Linked DNA regions of Zea mays: region 2 is linked to region 1. A link is a contact called in public Hi-C data. All regions are on one chromosome and are shown on one strand. The core of a region is the stretch at or near the end of the contact, and the rest is flanking DNA. Distances in the headings are between cores, read along the strand shown.

Region 1 (3,064 bases), core at 554-3,053:
CGCCGTCGCTGCTCCCACCTTGGATGGCATCACAGTCGTACGCGCTTAGGGGTCGACCCTCGCGCGCATGAATCCTGAGATCCGTTGCACCAACCGCTCCCACCTCGCTGTCATGCACGCCTTAGGGGTGTCGTCGTTGCTCACATGCCCCGAGATCCGCCGTCGCGCCGCCGCAGCCGCTCCCACGTCACCGCCGTGCGCACTCAAGGGGTCGCTGCCGCGTGCACCTCATGGAGACGCTGTCGCGCTCGAGCCCCACAGGATCCGCCGCCGCGGCCGCTGCCACATCGCCGTCGTACGCACCTCATGGGGCCGCCACCGCGTGCGTGCCCTCGGGATCCGATGCCACAGCTGCTCCCACCTCGCCGCCGTGCGCGCCTCAGGGATCCGCAGCTGCCAGCGTGTCCCCTAGATCCGCCGTCGCGCGTGCCTCTCAGAGGTGGGGGCGTAACTGCCGGCGTCGCTAAAACTGAACCCTAGCGGCTAGCGATCTGAAGCTTCTTTTATAGACATTTTGGACCTGGTGCGGCTGAACCGGTCGGCAACATCGGGTCAGGGCATACGCTCAGCTATTGGAAGTCCAGGGCTCTAAATACATAAACTATATATATATATAGGAAGTAAGATAGGGAGACCACTGAAGATTGTAGATTTGTAGTTACAACAGTCAAAATAGCTGGCTTTGATCCGAAGCTAACAGGCTTGCACTGGAGGTAGGAAGAAGAAGGGAAGATGTGTTTTTCCAATTGGTATAGGTGTGGAAGGAACAGAACAATGGAAGGTTCAGCATATAGTACTTCTGAATCACCAGCAGATGTTAGCAGGCGAATAGTTGAGGTGGCCAATGTCCGGACGCTGGACGATTTTCGGTAGCAGATGTTACCTGCAGGTGAAATATGTATATTGTGGAAGTACAGGCATAGTTTGCGGATCCAGCAGTCACGCAGTCCACCTGCCACACATCCGCTCCGCCGCCGATATGTGCGGGTGCGATGGTCCGTCGTTAATATAAGCTGACACTGACGGACAGACAGCGGCAGCGCACCACAAGGCCGCAACCACCGAGCGAGCCAGCTAGCCTAAAGCACGCACGCTCGGGGGGCGCAGCGCAGCCGGCCGATCGAAGGTCTCGCCGTGTCGCCACCCGCTGTGCCCGTGCCGGCATACCCAGCCGTGGTCCCGGCCGCACGTGAAGCGAATATCAGCAAGGATCCCCAGAGCCGGCGCCCGGCGACTAACTAACCAATGCGATGGCCAGAGCAGGCTGGCGCCGCGAGTGGCGTGCTTCGGTGCTTGTGAGATCGATCGTCGCTGTGGTTGCTCGCGATCTTGACGCCGACGCCGCATGTCCCCGTACACGGCCATCCGCGGTGTCCGATGCACCCACCCACTACCAGCTGAGCAGCAGCAGCAGCGCGCTCTGTCGCGCGCGATACGGGGCGGTCGAACCAGCGAAGCTTCTGCTGCTGGAACGGTGACGGGATCGCGGGGATCCATCCATCCTCGGCGCTCCCCGATCGACGCTGGCCGGATCTCCGTGTAGATCGATCGCCTCTGAGTTGTACGTACCGAAGCGGATCCGCTCCGACGGTTTCTTTATGCCAGCGGGGTTGTCGTTCATCCTGTCCCGGCGGGGGGCTGGCTGGCGTACCGTACGTAGGCAGTATCAACGTTAAATAAACTAGTCGGCCTCCGTGGCCCGCGCCGCGGCGGTTTCTTTACTCCCTCCGACGTGTCGGAGCCGGAGCGACGACTTGGTCTTTCTCCATTCGGGGCGGGCCGCCGTGTCGGAGCGAGCGAGCGAGCAGCCCAGCACACATGTCGCGCCGCGGTTGGCTGCTGAGTGTTAGTGCAGCAGGCAGGCACGCACGCACGCACGAACGACTCTGCAAGCGATCAGGAGCTGCAGTGGTAGTCGAACGCGAGGTCGCGCGACGCGTACGCCCTTCGAGGAGGAGCGAGGGGCCGGATCCGGATCAGTGCTGTGAGGCGAGGTCGCGACGACCTGCTAGATAGCAAGAATCCTGGAGGATTTCCAGGTCTCATCAGCCCGCCATTTGCATTGCAAGCAAAGCCAGCGCGCGCGCACACACACACGGGCGGATCACGAACGGATCAAGGCTGCGTGCCGGTGTGCATGTGAGAATAATGGCGCCAGGTCAGGAATCTGTGCAGGTACCAAGTGTGTATCGTATCATCGTGGGCGATCGAAGATCACGATCTGATCGATCATCATGTGGCAGTACTAGGGATCAGAACTCGATCATTAGAGGAGCAGCAGTGTTCGATCTGCATGCAGATTTATATATGTGTGTGGTTCGTTCGTTCACTTTATCGTTACGACTAAGCGCCAGCAGCTAGTAGTATATATAGATAGGGGACGAAGAATATTGTTGGTTGTGAACCTATTTTTACTGGTATTTTATATAACCGTCGGTGTTAAGGAACATTAGAAATTATCATTTTTATAGTTACTATTTTTATAGGTGAGTAACTGAGAATCGCCAATGCAAATTATTTTCAGAAACATAAAACAGATTTAAAAAAACAAAAAAATATTTTATTTAAGGAGAGGCATCGGCCTACCCACCCGTCCCGTCAAAGTCGTGGCATTACCGCGCTACGCGGTTGCTAGGAATCAAACCCCTACCCTACTCTCGCGTGTACTCTCCTATACCGCTCTGCCTATAACATACTTTGTATATATTTGTAGTTTTGTTGTCCTCATATTACAACCAACAGAGTGTAAATTGTTTGTTTGAGACCGTAAATGAATTCAAATAAAAAATTTGTCAACTACAATGTTGAATAACTTTTGAAGTTCTACAACTTGCATTTTGTCATTTTTTCCATGTGAGATTGTTTGCAAAATTTGATTTTTAAATTTATCAAATTTAGATGTAATTTTTGATAGCCGAAATGATTTAAAATAAAAAGTTATCAACTACAAAGTTTCATAACTTTTAAAGATCTACAACTTTTATTTTGGTGATTACATCATACGAGGTCGTTTGAAAAACTTGAAAAATTTAAGAAAACTGTCACTAGAAATCGATTTATATAG
Region 2 (2,972 bases), core at 295-2,794, 96 kb after region 1:
AGCGTTAGGGTCCAAATCCCATCAATCTGACCTCTCTGAATTGGACTATTCTTTCTTCTCTTCTGTTCTTATGGATTATGATCACTAGGGATCTTCATATGACTCTGATACCATTGATAGGTTTCTAGGTTCTTAATTAGGATCTAATTGGGTCCCCTTATGTCCATCCAAAACTCGATAATAGAGGTGTTTTAACTAGATGTACTCTTTGGTAGGAGAAAGGAGGTTCTAGGAATCATACCTTCAGGGCCAAGGTTGAGAGAGACATTAGTCGTTGGGTCGGTGTAGGAGCGTCGTCATCTTATCATCTTTGATCACCCTGCACATTAGGTTTAGGTGGTAGGGCATCGTTTGGCCGGTATAGGGGATGCATTGGGCTCAATCGACGCTATAGGAAGGATGAATCCGGTCACTGAGGGCACTAAAGGTGACCGGGACCAAGGGAATGTAGCGATTAGGTTTGTGGGGCATAATGTGTTGGTTTTCGTGTCGATGCTCTGCCCTAATAAATATGATTGTGGTCGGGTGCCACAACCAGATAGGATCGAGTTACGCCCTTGATTGGCTATATTGATGTACTTAAAAATGTCTTTTATAAAGTTCAACAAAACAATACTACAATATTCTCAAATATCATTGTACCGTATTGGAACTAGAGGTGACAATAGACTCTAAATTTTACATTATACAATGTAAGGATAAGATCGAATTAGGATCGAGCCATATAAGATCCTAACAAATTGTGAAGAAATATTTAGATCGCGATCCATTACCACTCCTAATTGGGACTGTAAATAAATCTTAGTGTCAAACAGGCCCTCAGTGTTTTCCCGTGTCTTTATTTGACGGGGAGGGAACGATGCTTACTCTTCAGTAAAAACTAAGAAACGGAAAACATTATGCAGCTTTAGCGCGCGCACTCCGTCTCGGAAAGCAAAATTACAAAACAAAGATTACATCAGATGGCCCCTAGTCGCTCGCACACGGGATGTACTCACTGTGTCTGTGTGTATCGATCGACCGGAGCACCCTAACAACTTCGCTCAGCACAGCCACAGGTTCGCAGGCGCCGTCCATACCTACCAGCTCAGCCAGCGCCTCGATCTTTCTCGCAAAGCCCTCTTGGCAGAAGGACGCGTCGAAGCTATCCGCCTCGTCTCCGGACTCCTCCTCTGCCGCCTCCGAACCAGACGTGCCTGCGCCAGACACGGCGTCTGCGTCAGCGCCGGTGGTTTCCGCATGAACGCTCCGGGCCATCACCGCGCCTGACTGGATCATTGGCCGGCTCGTTGCGAGGTCGTCTTCGGCGCCAGATCGCCGTGTCCGGTGATGCGCCTCCAGGGCCGCCATGGCCGGGGCGTCAGGCGGAACGCCGGCTGCCGGGGGTGGTGGACCGAGGCGTCGTCGGAGGCCCCCGCCGGAGAGGTCCAAGACGATGTACCGCGGCTGCACCTGCGCCACGGCGAGCTCCATTTCTGCTGCTGCTCTGTTCGGCTGTGTCTCTACAGAAGCTTAGGACTGTGTGTTCTAGCTTCTACAAGGAAAAGAAATTTTTTTATAAAAAAAAGAATACAGGGTGTGAGTGTAAAGTATCGGCTAGGAAGGGGAAGAAATCATTGCGGGGAGGGGAGAGGATAGGTGGTTTGCCTGTCTATCAGCGTGTAGGAGACTAGGGCCTTGGATTTGTGTGGGTGGAGTGCAGAGGATCTGTGTAATGCGAAGCTAACAGCACCCTTAATCCCCTTATAAATAGAGCTAGCGCTAGACTGCTAGTCTCGAACGAATGATGATTTGACTTGCAGATAGTAAAAGAAGCATTCGCCATTTTCGATCGGAACACGAACGCTGAGGTTGAGGTCCGGCGACCCGCTTTTGGACGAACCGGCCGGTAAAAGTTGTGTCAGGAGGATGCTTCCGGCAAACATGCTCCCTGTCATGAGGCTTTCCGCTTGAACTTGGCCCTACCACAAACACCCAGCAGACGAACACTCCTGAATTCCTTTGGGAAGGGTGTTGCGGCAACAGCGTTCGGCGCTGTGTTTTTATACAATACTAGTACTGCAATCGGTTCTGTTTTCGCTTAAACCATCTGTGCAATGATGATGATGGCGATCAGTGGAAGGCGTGCATGGGGCCAGTCGGCGGAAAGTACAGGGCGGCTCGCGTTTACCGAGGCAATTGCCTGCACGTCGCCCCACTTTGGCTACGTGCATGAAGCCTGGTTCGGACTTCGGAGTTGTGCGTGCACACGACCGGGAGTAGTGCGCGCGTGCGCCGCCGGGGATAAGCTGAGAACAGGGCGTGACATTGGCTTTAAATTTTACGCTATAAAATTTAATGATTAGGTAAGGTTAAAATCAAGTTATATTTCTATTTATTTTTTAAACTAGAATTTATTTAGTACTCTACTATTTTGTGAAAAAGCATTTAAATTATGATCTATTACCACTCCTAGCTCGAAGAGTAGTGGGCTCGTCTGATTTTTTTTATTTTTTTTCCTTCAAAATATTAAGTTTACATTGTTTTAACTATTATTGTATTTGTACTTTGAGGATCGGTATTATGACCTATCACGTCAAGATTGCATGGCTCAATGTTACAGGTTATAATATCGAGATATTACGTCACAAGGACGTCATTGTAACCCTAACGTGGTGTCGAGGTCAGTATCACAAATCTTGTTGCCGTTCACGAGGCCAATTCCGCCACTATTTTGATCCGAGTTCTCTCATTTCCTCTTGTAGTTATGTAGTTCCCCTCATCTTGACACCATCTCATCAACATTACCTCCCTCCTCGATATTGTTAGTAACACATGAAGCAATCCATCACTCCTTTATTCATCACTTTGTTTGCTTTTCTTCAAGTTTCCTCTAGTGTCTATGTTTCTTACAATATACTCTCTCTTATTGTTCGCACGGTATGTGTGATAGTGAGATCTGAGGACCTAACTCAAGACCAAACCCCACAAGG

The links. Hi-C and Micro-C count contacts between places; a contact is called where the count stands out from the background.
Region 2: a Hi-C map of ear shows a contact between it and region 1, with 3 times the contacts expected there. The contact joins the promoter of LOC100274848 here to the enhancer-like site in region 1. A contact is called at or near these places in 5 of 25 Hi-C or Micro-C datasets (ear, endosperm, leaf and 2 more).

What each region holds. Positions count from the first base shown.
Region 1 is chr8:154,609,883-154,612,946 of Zm-B73-REFERENCE-NAM-5.0, forward strand. No RefSeq gene overlaps it. Among protein-coding and RNA genes, the nearest start is that of LOC103636172, 48 kb to the right of the region's middle. Within about 2 kb of position 1,804, at least 12 of the 20 cell types and tissues checked have an H3K27ac peak or open chromatin away from gene starts, as enhancers often do. A contact at or near this core is called in ear and root tip, where this site is marked.
Region 2 is chr8:154,705,705-154,708,676 of Zm-B73-REFERENCE-NAM-5.0, forward strand. It overlaps LOC100274848, which reads right to left and starts at 1,545. Exons shown (of 1, transcript NM_001374279.1): 1 at 731-1,545. The coding sequence starts at 1,473. The coding sequence ends at 970.